3 separate regions of the Mus musculus genome follow, and regions 2 and 3 are each linked to region 1. Evidence: chromatin contacts called from public Hi-C data. All regions are on one chromosome and are shown on one strand. Each heading gives the region's core, a stretch centred on a gene start, on an enhancer-like site or on the middle of the called end of the contact. The rest is flanking DNA. Distances are from core to core; before and after follow the strand shown. Region 1 has its middle 52 kb from the start of Ccnd1. Region 2 holds the start of Smim38 (small integral membrane protein 38). Region 3 has its middle 20 kb from the start of Smim38.

Region 1 (4,091 bases), core at 595-3,094:
CAGCCAGGCATCAACAGAGCCCTGTTCACAGGCCAGGCTGGCAACGAGAGAGGGAAGCTATTGTGCAGGCCCCACTACACACTGTAGAACAGTGCCAGCCAACCAGACTGCGGGGCAGAGCTTCAGAGGAGGGCCATCCCATAGATGACGAGGATCCCAACTCCAGAGGCTAGACCCTGCCTCTAGATAGCAACTGTCCCAGAAGGGAGACCATGGGGCAGCCATCTTTCCCCACAGAACAATGAGGTTGGAACAGCTTCATAACAGGCAGGCTGCTTTGACTGGGCAGAGGCAATTGAGGCCCCAGGCCAAATGAAACTCCCCATGCAGGCTTGGAGTCTCAGTCCCAAGATGCCATCTAGGTGGTACTAATGCAGACATAGCTAGAGGAGGCCCAGGCCCACTCTGTTCCATCTGGGCAGCAGCCTATGGTTCCCCTCGCCTCTGAGTCACACCTTCATCAAAACCTAGAAATCCCACACGCCCTAGCCAGAAGAGCAGCATGCACACTGTGAGCCCTTGAGTAGTGAGTGAAAGGGTGACTGAAAGAATAAAGATAAGCAAGAGGAAATGGATGGAGAAGGAGGGCATTGAGCTGGGGAGGGGCTTAGTTGGTAATTGATTCCTACACAAGCATGAGGTCCCGAATTTGGATGCCCAACACCCACATGAAAGGCAGGCAGAGCAATGTGCACCTGCTATCCCATTGCTGGGGAGTCGGAGGTAAGTGGGTTCCTGGGGCTCACTGTGCAGAGAGTCAAACTGAATAGGTGAGACCTAGGATCCGAGAGAGACCTGGTCTCAGAAAATGAGGAAGACACCCGAGACTGACCTCTGACTATGCATGCACAGGTATAAACATACATACAAAGATACACACAGGCAAGGAGGAGTGTATAGTTATAAGCATTAGGTGCATGCATTAGATTTGAGGGGTGTGGAAGACCCTAGGCCCTACTTGAGTCATGTCCTCAACCAAATAAATAAGGGGATTCCTGATCACCCAGCAAAGCCAGGGCTCCAGGATCTTCCTCTATGTGCAAGAGAGGTACAGATTGGTACACATATCCATTGACCCAAAGAACACTCAACCCTGGCTGCTGGACATGGTATTGAGCCAAGATGGGCCTGATTCCCGTGCATTCCAAAATCCCCTACGAATTTGGAAAGCACCGGAACCCGGGGACTTTTCCAGAGTGTAGTTCATTCTGCCAATGAGAAAGACTACCATTACATCTGAGTGGTCCGAGAACTGCCAAAGCATGATGACCCACCCAGCAGAGAGGCTCTCCCGCTGTCCATGTAGCCACTGCCTCCTAGGCCTGGCCCAGCATCCCCAAGTGCAGCAGCACACACAAACAGGGTTCCACTTTATAACCTGAAATATCACTTGCCATCCAAGTAGCCCTTACAGGTGCCCCCCCCCCGCATGTTGGCAGCTGCAGCTGCTGGAGAGGGGATACCCACTTGTACCTACTGGGGGAAGGAGCCAGGGTCACATACATGGCCATGAAAACCTCTGCACTTGTCACTAATTAGAAAACTTAGCTGACAGAATTAGTTGCTTTTCTATTGCTATACAAAAACCACTACTAAAGCAACTCATGGAAAGAAGAGTTTACTTGGGCTTATGGTTTCAGGGTTTGGGGCCCATAATAATGACACAGCATGGCAGCAGGTGGCAGTCATGACAGATGGAACAGCTGAGCTCACTTGTCAAACTGTGAGAAGAAAGTAGAAAGAGAGAGTGAAAGTAGAGAGAGAGTGTGAACTGGGAATGGTGACTGACTGAAACCTCAAAGTCTGCCCCTAGTGACACACTTCCCCCAGTGACACACTTCCCTCAGTGACACACTGCCCCTAGTGACACACTACCCCCAGTGACACACTTCTTCCTGTAAGTCCACACCTCTCAAGCCTCTCCAAAAAGCTGCCAACCAGGGACCAGGTATTCAAATGTCAGAGCCTTTGGTGGGCATTGATCATTCTAAACACCATACGACATCATTCACAGGTAAACTCCCTGGGGCCGTCTAAAAGACTGGAGTTTAGAGATCAAACCCAGGAGACTTAAGCAATATCTACATCTGAGTAGCTTCTGCCATCTGCCCTCACCTCCTAATAAAGCAGTCAGATTAGAACTCAGCACGGGTGAAGATAAACCCTCAGACACAGTAAGAGATGTACCCACTTGTCCATGCCCACTGTATCCTAAGCTATCTCAGTCCTATCAAGCCGTCCATCAAGATTACTAACATCCTGTGTGATCACAACCCTGCATTTTCAACTCTGCCGTGGTCTTCCTCCCCTGTGCCTGCATTCTGTTTGTTCATCTAACCTTCTTGCACACTCTGTAGGAGGCACTAAAACAAGTGACCATGTCTTCTGCTCCTTTGCTTCTGGATTCTGGGGAAATCCTTCAACTGTAAACTGTGGCTTGGAGCCCTAGGTTTCATCTCTGTCTGTTAGAATTAACCCAGACAATGCCTCTGGGATGTCATGAGAATAGATCTGTGTGCACATATGAATGCATGTGCATGTGTGTGTGGGCTTGCAGGCATGTGTATGCATGTGTGTTTGTATACACACCGTGGTTAGTTTTAAAAGCCTATTTGCCACAACCTAAAATAATCTGGGAAGAAAATCTCAATGAGGGATTATCTAGATCAAGTTGGCCTATAGGCATTTCTATGAGAAACTATTTTGACTGTTGGTTGATATGAGAAAAATTAGCCCACTTGCGGTGGCTCCATTCCTTAGGCAGAGTTCCAAACTGTACAGAGCATGAGGAAGGTAGAGGGAAGTAGGTAACATGGAGGTGTTCCTTCAGCTCTTGGCTATAGGTATCATGTGACCAGATGTCTCAAGCTCCTGCCTCAGTGACTTCACTTCCATAATGGGACTGTAACCTAGAATTGTGTGAGCAACAGCCCCTTCATGCCTTGAGTTGCTTTTTCCAGGGTATTTTGTCACAGTAACAGAAATGAAACTAGGAGATGGTATATGGTTTGCTTGTTTCAAATCCTCTTTCTTTTGCTAACTTCATTTCCATAGGAGTTCACTTCTTCTGTACCTGCTGTCTTCACTGTCTGGGATCCTTGGTGCCCAGTCAGCATGGGGCTGAGATAGACTGTCCCTCATGCTTCAGGTCACCAAGTCCCCTGTTGTGGGGCTGGGCAGGGAGCTGGGCCAGTCGTTCTCCCTGCTGTGCCTCTCCTCCCAGGCCCCACTCTCTGACTTGATGGACAAAATGTTCTGTTGGTTGATCCTGGGGACATCCTTCAGCTATGTCCCTCCAGTGGGAAGGTCTGAGAGGCACAGTGGTCTCTCTATTCACAAGGACTTCCAAGCTATAGTCACCCCTCTTTAAATTGGGTTCCAAAAGTCATAGTAGAGTCTACTCCACTCTACTCTATTATGGGGGATCAACAACCCCAGATAGAGGCCTGTTGATCTCCCATGAGAAGATGCCTATGATCTATAAGGACTCCATGGTTGGCATAACTCACAGTCCTGATTCTAGAACATTCTAGTCTACCCTCCATGCCTCACTGCCTCCTTGGAATCAAAGGTCTACTTATACCCAGACCAGCTGGAGTCCTGGCAACTGGTCTGACTCACCTGGCTTCATTGTGCCTCAGCTTCCTGAGCCTCAAAGGAGTCCTGGTCCACCCTAGGAGCCTGCTATGAGAACAGAGGACCTGTCATTCAGCCCTTGTTCCAGAGATGAGCTATGATTTGGTGGAAGCCAGTTATGATAAAATCTCTCATGGTGGTCAACCAGCAATGAGGTTCAAGTCTTCAGTTAAGAGCTCCTTTCTCTGGCTGGTGAGCTGTGTGGAGTGTGATGCAATGCCTGGAACTCCTGCAGTCGCTTTGTTTCCACGAGGCCATTCATCCCAGTGACAGTGCCAACACAAAGGGGCCAGAAGTATAAGAAAGCTGGTAGATTTCAAGCCAGAGCCTTGTAGACCATCTACCTCAGGCTGTCCAGCTGAGAGCCACTCAGAGTCAGTGTTTCTGTCTCTGGTAACTGATGAGCAGTCACTCCCACACCACAAGATCTGCTTTCCAGTCCTCTTCTTGGCCCC
Region 2 (4,091 bases), core at 755-3,254, 220 kb before region 1:
AGGATTCAAGAGCTCACAGGTCAGACTGAGAGCCAGGGAGAAAATAATGAGGATTGGAAGCAAGGCTTGGAGGAGAATCTTTTAAAATCAATCAATCAATCAATCAATCAATCAATCAATCAATCAAAATAAAATAAATATCACAATATCAGAATTACAATATAGAAAAAAATTAAAATGTGGAAGCAGAACCTTGAAGAGAGGATACAGGAACTCATGGAATAGGATAAAAGACAAAAGAAGAGATAGCCACGATAGAACAAACCACATGGCCAAAAACCCCCACAAATAACAAGAAGTCTTATAACTAGGGAATAAGTTAGTATAGTGTTAGATCTGCTCAATCTAGTCTTAAAACATATAAGTTGCATAGTTTTTATATGGGCTTATTGGGGTTGGAAGTTCCAGCAACAACAGGTTGGGAAGATGGCTCAGCCATGAAATGCTTTGGCTGCTCTCTCAGAGGACCCAGATTCCAGTCCCAACACCCACATGATGGCTCACAACTGTCTATGACTCCAGTTTCAGGGGAATTAATGTCCTCTTGGGTACTGTGGGCACTGCACACACATAGTGCACAGACATACATGCAGGCAAAAACACCCATAAATATAGTTTAAAACAAATGTTGAGAAGAAATGCCAGTAACAGTAGTTACTGACACTGGCTGGGAAGGCCTACTCTTAGCCCAGCTCAAGGCAGCACAGTTTGGCAGAATCAGGTCTAATGCAATGTGGGTTTCCTTTAACCTGCCCTGGAGGCCTCGGACCACATGAAACCAGGGGACATGTGAGAGTCATGATATAGACATGGGAGACTTCAGAGGCTGTAGGGGCCAGGATATAAAGGAAGTGAGCACTGGGCTGGGGAGACAGTTTGGTTGATTGGTTGGTTGGTAAAGAGCTGGCAACACAAGAGTAAGGACTCAAGTTTTATCCTTAGAACCTGTGCAAAAAAGCCAAGTATAGTGACACACTCTTATGATCCCAGCTCTGGGGACATGGAGTCAGAAAGATCACAAGCTCACTGCCACAGTTGGCAGGAGCTGGAACCCCCTCTGCTTTTCACACCAGCCTTCCACTGGCCTCACTAGTGACTGGACTTATACCTGGCAAATATCAGGGAACAGTGAGCAAGGACCTGTCCCTGTCACTTCAATGCTTGAACATGTAGGTGTAGGAAGTCACTGTGGATTCTTCAAGCCTTGAAGATAGCCAGAGTCCCCTGATCTGTTCTCTGTGACAAGGGACAAGAGCCTTCATGACTGAACTCTGAATACCATAGCAAACACTACTTATCTCTGGGTCTTTCATGTTGCTTTGAGCTGTGTCCAATAGCAGGTGATTCTGGATGTGGTGGTCCAAGAGGTCGGTGAGAAATCTAGGAAACAGGAAGGTGGGGATGGAGGAAGCCATAAAAAGAGGGTTGACTTTTGGCCTTCTCCACCCAATTTGGGGATGTCTGGTGGCTGTGTACCCTTGAGTTAGTCCAGGGGACCAAGAGCCCATCTATTGTATGGTCAAGGTTTGGTAAAAATTTGCCCAGGGGACAGTTCCTGTGGTCCCAATACCGAGGCTGGCGAGACCCTAGTGGACCAGGAAGAGCACAGACCATGCTCATCATCAGTTGTGGGTGACTCAGAGAGTCCCTTTTACCACAGTGGAGAGCACCCTGGTGTCCTCCAGGCAGAGAAGCTGTGTCTTTACTGTCTCCATCTGTGTCTTGCTTCTTCCTATGCTTTCTCCATCCTCCCTGACTTCATCCTCCAGCATCCCACTGACCTCCTCTGCTAGGAGCAGCTAGGAGGGCCAACACTTGCTTCCCTGAAGGACACACGGCAGACTTTATGCTTGCTGACTCCCAGAGGCATATGAGCAGGAAGGGTCAGGCCTCCTTGACCCCAGAGTCTCCTGTGTCTTGATGCCATGTGACCTGGGACAATATTGACTTTCCCTATCTGATGGTGTGCTTGATAAACACAGAGCTTTGTTCAAGGCCACCTTGGCTCCACCAGTAATAGGCCCGAGCTGGTGGCCATGCTCAAGTCAGACAGCTTCGGCTTCCAAGAAAGCCTCACCCGGAGATGTGGCCTCTCAGGTGAGTGAAATGCTGGCTAAGGTAAGCCCTTGGCTTCTTCCCTTCCCAAGAGCATGGTGGCATCCATTGGGGGACTCTCACCCCAGATTCACTTGGGTTCCTTTGGTAAGTGAGCAAAGCCTTCTGTCTGAGACATTCCAGAAACCCCTGAGGAGGAAATGTTTGGTGTAATTTCTGGTTAGGCCTGGCTCCTAATTTCTAGATCCTCACTTACATTTGGAGCGTTAGAAAAGCAAACCCAGGAATGTTTCAAGAATGTTGTCCTGAGTGCTGGACTGGGTGGCCTGGCACTGCAGAGTGGGAGACAACCTCGGTCAGTCCCAGGGATGTACCAACTGCAGCGTGAGAGGCGGAGGGTGGACACAGGGAACTTACATACCTCTGGCACACTTGGCGTTAGTGTTGTGGAATCCTCAAATTGGCACCATTCTCAAAATCTCCACTTCCCATTCTATGATGTGCTGCCTGCCAGTCCTTTGTGTTTGTCGTTATTTGAAATCTTCTAGAAAGGCTATACAGGGTGAATACTCTTAATGCCATGAAGGAAAGAGTTCAGAAATAGAGAGAGGCGACCAGTGATAGGCTACAATTCTCCACGTGGAAGGCCCCCTTGCATGTCTCATGGCTTGTTGGACTGCTTCCGGGTGAGACAACTTGGGCTGAAAGTCCAGGAAGGACCCTGTGGCCAAGTATTCTTACTTCTCCCAGTGCCCCTGGCTGCAGGTGAGGTCCTGCTTAGTGGGACACAGGGTTGGCATTAGAAGTAGGGGAGAGCAAGCCAGTTTTTTCTTCATCTAAGGAGACCTCAGCTGTGAGGGGCCAGACTGGGGACAGGGTCCGGGCCAGAGTAGCTCACACAGGGGGACAGAGTCCTCACATGCGTGTGGTCACACGTGTATGTATGAGCACATGTAACTGGCAGACAGATGCTGTTTTTCTGGAAAATTCTGGAGGTGTGTCCTCAGAGCGGCTGCTCTAAGGGTGCTGGGCCTATTTAAGTATTCTCTCTTTGTCTTTCAGAGCAGGGGGCTCTGACCTCATTTCCCAGAGAGGAACCTGAGGTCTAAGGAAGTGAGCATCTTCCTCACCGACACTCAGTGAGTCCCAGGCTAATCAGCCAACAGCCCTGCGTGGGAAGCTGGAAGTGGGTTATAGGGGTTCCTTCCCATAAACCTCCTATGGAGCTGGGGTAGGTGGTGCTCAGCCCATCTCTAGAGGTTGCCCTCCCGGGGTTGTGAGAGGGAGATTAAACCCACTCCTCCAGGTTCCAGACCCTTTCTGGGGCGGTCTGTGTTGACTACCCCCATGCTACTACAGGCTGGGGCAGCCTTAGGGACTCAGCGCACAGCCTGTGTGCTAATTGAGCCATGTCTGGGGTCGCCTCTGGGCTCCAGCCGACTGTTCCCCCCCTCTCTGTGCCTCTCTCCTCTTTTCAATCGCACAGTCTCCCTGCCGCCCTCCCTGCTGGGCCGGGCCTCCCTGCAAGCCTCGTGGCCCCTGCTCGGTGCGGGCCTGCTGCTGCTGCTGTACAGCCCGCCCAGCCTCGGACCGTGCTGGCCTCCAGAAGTGATAGCTAATTGGGGAGAGAAAGGGCTCGATTGTCTGCGGCAGCCGGAAAGGCCTGGAGGAGGCGGCCGCTTCGCCCTGCAGCTGCCGCCGGGAGATGTTTGGGGATTACGTCAGCCTGGCAGGCAGGGGCCGCGGGGACAGCACGGGAGGCGGGCTCCCGCAGGCCTCCCGCGGCCAGGGCCTCTGGACAATGCTGCCATTGTCGGTGCACGGAGTGCTTAGCTCCCCATGAATGGTACACGGGCCTCTTGACCAAGGAGGCCGCCTATAGCCCCAACTGTCCTCCTCACAGGCGGGGAGGCCCAGTGCGGTGGGAAGGACTGGCTGTGGACTGCACGGATCTGTCCTTCAGAAGGGGCCACCGGCAGGCAGGCAGGCAGGGCTGAGATCAGGCTCCAGCGAGGCTGCTGCTACTGCTATACCCT
Region 3 (4,091 bases), core at 475-2,974, 200 kb before region 1:
TCAGAGCACTCGTGGGTTTCTCATTGGCTGCAGGTAGGTTTCCTTCACAGCCTTAGCAAGCTGACCCCTGCTGTGTGCTGCCCAGCTGCAGATGGGAGAGCTGGGCTGTCTCCCGTGAATACCTCATGTGCAGCACGACAGCTGGGCTGGTATTGCGTTATCAGCAGGCTCATCATATATTACTGGCCAGACCTGGCCACATGATGTCATTCATTGTGTGCTGTAACCTTTCAATCTGTGTTAGTTCTCTGATTGATCTCGAATCTCCGCATTTTTGCAGGGACCGGCTGGCGAGCTCATATGTCTAACTAGGTCTCCCCTTTCATCTTTCACTCCACCATATCCAGATTCTCTACAAATTGCCTTTGTTCATGGATAAGCCAGGCCACTCCTCCCTTTTAACAGCAAACAGTCTTGGTTCAGAAATGGAATATTTTCAGCCATGAATTTCAGGATATTTTCTTCATTTCCCTACCTAATTCAATAAACAGACCCCTTATCTACAGCAGCTCTCAACAGAATGGACTCACTCCCCCGAACTGTGATGGCTCCAAATGTAGTTTTAGTCTTTAATGTTTTCTGATGGTTTCCAGAGCGGCCTTTTATTTTCCAGGGGATGCACTGGTGACGCTGGCTCTGCCCAAGGACTGATCTTCTCTCCCAGGTCAGGATGGGGTTAGAGGGTCAGAGTTGTGGTTCCGCCATCCAAAATGTAAAATCAAGTCTTGACATCATCAGAGTGGCTTGAACCCTTTCCTTCTGGGTGAGAACATGAATGTCTCTGACGTCTGACACAGTTTCTCACACTTTTTTCTGTGTACTGGGTTCTTAGTGAACAAAACATTATTTTTTTTAATTTTTTTATTAGGCATTTTCCTCGTTTACATTTTCAATGCTATCCCAAAGGTCCCCCATATCCACCCCCCCCAATCCCCTACCCACCCACTCCCCCTTTTTGGCCATGGCGTTCCCCTGTACTGGGACATCTAAAGTTGGCAAGTCCAATGGGCCTCTCTTTGCAGTGATGGCCGACTAGGCCATCTTTTGATGCATATGCAGCTAGAGACAAGAGCTCCGGGGTACTGGTTAGTTCATATTGTTGTTCCACCTATAGGGTTGCAGTTCCCTTTAGCTCCTTGGGTAATATCTCTAGCTCCTGCATTGGGGGCCGTGTGACCCATCCAATAGCTGACTGTGATCATCCACTTCTGTATTTGCTAGGCCCCAGCATGGTCTCACAAGAGAGAGCTATATCTGGGTCCTTTCAGCAAAATTTTGCTAGTGTGTGCAATGGTGTCAGCATTTGGAAGCTGATTATGGGATGGATCCCTGCATATGGCAATCACTAGATGGTCCATCTTTTTGTCACAGCTCCAAGTTTTGTCTCTGTAACTCTTTCCATGGGTGTTTTGTTCCCATTTCTAGGAAGGGGTACTTGCTAAACGCATGAAATTCAAGAAGAAGGAAGACCAAAGTGTGGACACTTTACCCCTTCCTAGAAATGGGAACAAAACATATTATTATCTCCTGTATTGATCTCACAGAGATCTCTGTGGGGTTCCTAGACACCCAACACAGGAGCTTCTGCTCCAGTTTGGATTCTCCAGAAGAGCCTTTAGCAATTTGAGAGCAAAGGTCAAGTTAATTGAGTCTGAATTTAGCATTGTTTTTGGTGAATCAGCATCTCCGGAGATAACCACAGGCTGACCTCATGGGGAGGGAGGAGTAGCTTGGTAAGGAAGTGCCTGGCACAGATGGAGCCTCCTGGGTGGCCAGCACTACTGGTCACCCTGTGGGGACATCACTGGCTGAGATTTGTCTAGTGCTGTCTCATATCTCTCTTTTTATGTTTGTTCCAATTTCGTGTGTATGTGTTTTTACACACATGCACGTCTGTGTGTGTTTACATGCATGTATATCTGTGGGTATGCATGTATGTATACATTTCTGTGTGTATATGTGTGCATATGCATGTGTGCACGCATTTGTGTATGTGTATGTATTAGGCATTTTTGTATGGTGTCAAATGTGTGTGCATGTATTATGCATCTATGTGTGTGTATGTGCATGTATTATGCAGTGTGTGTATGTGTGTTCGTATGCTGCATCTCTGTGGGTGCAGGTGTAGACCTGGGTGGTGCAGTGTAGAGGTCAGAGCACAGTTCCAGCTTCTCTCTTTATGTGCATTCCCCCTTTTGTGTGAGGTAGGTTCTCTCATTGAACTTAGCCAGGAACTTCACATAGGCCAGACTATCTGCCCCCAGGCTTCTGGGGATACACTTCTCTCTGCCTTCCATCTTACTGGCACTAGGATTACAGGACAGAGTTGCCACACCCAGCTCTTTGTGTGGATGCTGGGAACACTTGCTTCTGTTTCTTGCTTGAGAATGATGCTTAGAGCGTCTATGCTATCCTTGAATGAAGGGACCTTGACTTTTGAGTTCTGCAATGTCTGGAGCTGACTTATGGTCTATTGATGGTTGGTATGGTTTCCCACCATTTAGTGGTAGTGGGGTTCCCCTGGGAAAAGTTGGAGGGTGGGCATGGTACATCTCTGGGCCCTCAACTCCTCTGCACAAACTGCCCCATATGCATTGACCCTAGGCTTGGGCTGCATTTCTGGGTGTTTCAAAGTGGCATGTGAGGGAGGTGGCAAAAAACACTGGCATCCTTGCTTGACTTTTCCTTCATTCAGGGAGAGGAGGGTCCAAGAGGACGTGAATCTGAGGGGTCATGTTTGTGGGTCTGGTGAGTTTTGTGGAACACTGGACTGCCTACAGAGAAGGCCCCCACAGTGGTTCCATAAAAGGTGGTCCTGTCTTCTGACCAGTTCTTATGGTCGTGGTGTTGGGCTGTGCAGGTAGGCAGGAGATGAGAGGAGCCAGAGTCAGTCTGTAGCAAACCCGTCCAGATGCCACTTCCGTGACACTGTGAGTGACTCCATTCCTGAAGCCTGGCCAGAATGGGAATTCCCCCTTCCTGGAATATACAGATACTCCTCGACTCTCAATGGGATCCCCTCCCGGAAGCCCACTTCAGGCTAAACGCACCAGGACTGGAAAGTGAGTCAAAATCTCTCACCCTCTCCCACCCCGTGGCCCCTGGCTGAAGTCGGGGTCACTCTGCTGTGCTGAAATGTGGGAGAAGTTCAGACTGCATATCTACCCCTGGCCTGAGGAGACAGCAAACTCAAACCGCAAGTACACTTGTTTTGTTTTTGTTGTTGTTTTGTTTTGCATAGGGTATCCTGTAGCTCACACTCACCATACACTAGGTATGTAACCAAAGGTGACCCTAAACTTCTGATCCTCCTGCCTCCACCTCCCCAGTGCTGGAATGACAGGTTTGTGCCACCATACTGGGTTTCTGTTGTGCTGAGGAAAGCCTTGTGCATGCTGGGCAGGCACTCTACCAACCAAGCCACATCCCCAGCCCTGAAATAGTTTCTATTGAATGAATGTTGCTTATATACTGTGGGAGAGGAAAACAAAATGTCAAAACTTAGTAAGACAGGATCTGTTTGAACTTTCTTTCCTTTTTTAAGTGGGATGGAAAAATGGCTGAGTGGTTCACGTGATTGCTGCCCAACTGTAAGGAATGGACTTCAGGACCCCAGAAATCCATGGAAATGCCCCAAAGGTTGGGGTCAGCCTCAGAAGGTGGAGAAGAAGGATCCCCAGAGCAAGACTAGCCAGCCACACAGGTGAGCTCTGGGTTTGATTGAGAGACCCTGCCTCAGTGACTAAGGTCAAAGAGTGGTTGAAGATGGTTTCCAACAGAAGCTTCAGGCTTCTACATGCGTCATGTACATGCACGTGTGCATACACGTGTGCTCATGCAAAAACATGCACACACATATGCATATTACACACATACATGAAAAGTGACTTGGTTTAGGTAAATTTACTAGCTTGAGCCTCATAGCCAATGAGTACCAGTGTGGGATATGAACTCAGGATCCTGATCTAGTTTGAAACTCCCCTGTTAGTCACATATATTTATCCCTTCCTTGATGCCACATTTTAGTCTTACAGTAGCATTGGCTCATCCAGTTTCATAGATTAAGGCTCAGAATGCCTGGGGATTCACTC

The links. A called contact is a pair of places that touch in the nucleus more often than the background predicts.
Region 2: a Hi-C map of bone marrow-derived macrophages shows a contact between it and region 1, with 31 read pairs. The contact joins the promoter of Smim38 here to the enhancer-like site in region 1. A contact is called at or near these places in 2 of 484 Hi-C or Micro-C datasets (bone marrow-derived macrophages and embryonic fibroblasts), 6 of 115 datasets of contacts at active chromatin or transcription factors (bone marrow-derived dendritic cells, bone marrow-derived macrophages, embryonic stem cells and 2 more) and 3 of 9 other capture datasets (adipose tissue, embryonic trunk and liver).
Region 3: a Hi-C map of bone marrow-derived macrophages shows a contact between it and region 1, with 35 read pairs. The contact joins two enhancer-like sites. A contact is called at or near these places in 1 of 484 Hi-C or Micro-C datasets (bone marrow-derived macrophages) and 4 of 115 datasets of contacts at active chromatin or transcription factors (bone marrow-derived macrophages, embryonic stem cells and pancreatic cancer cells).

The regions. Positions count from the first base shown.
Region 1 is chr7:144,989,699-144,993,789 of GRCm38.p6, reverse strand. No RefSeq gene overlaps it. Among named protein-coding and RNA genes, the nearest start is that of Ccnd1, 52 kb to the right of the region's middle. Within about 2 kb of position 1,844, at least 19 of the 459 cell types and tissues checked have an H3K27ac peak or open chromatin away from gene starts, as enhancers often do. A contact at or near this core is called in bone marrow-derived dendritic cells and bone marrow-derived macrophages, where this site is marked.
Region 2 is chr7:145,206,032-145,210,122 of GRCm38.p6, reverse strand. Smim38 (small integral membrane protein 38) reads left to right here and starts at 2,004. Exons shown (of 3, transcript NM_001369202.1): 1 at 2,004-2,097; 2 at 3,118-3,194; 3 at 3,542-4,091. It also overlaps a transcript of Tpcn2 not described here. RefSeq lists an enhancer at 2,427-4,091.
Region 3 is chr7:145,185,629-145,189,719 of GRCm38.p6, reverse strand. It overlaps a transcript of Tpcn2 not described here. Among named protein-coding and RNA genes, the nearest start is that of Smim38, 20 kb to the left of the region's middle. Within about 2 kb of position 1,724, at least 11 of the 459 cell types and tissues checked have an H3K27ac peak or open chromatin away from gene starts, as enhancers often do. A contact at or near this core is called in bone marrow-derived macrophages, where this site is marked.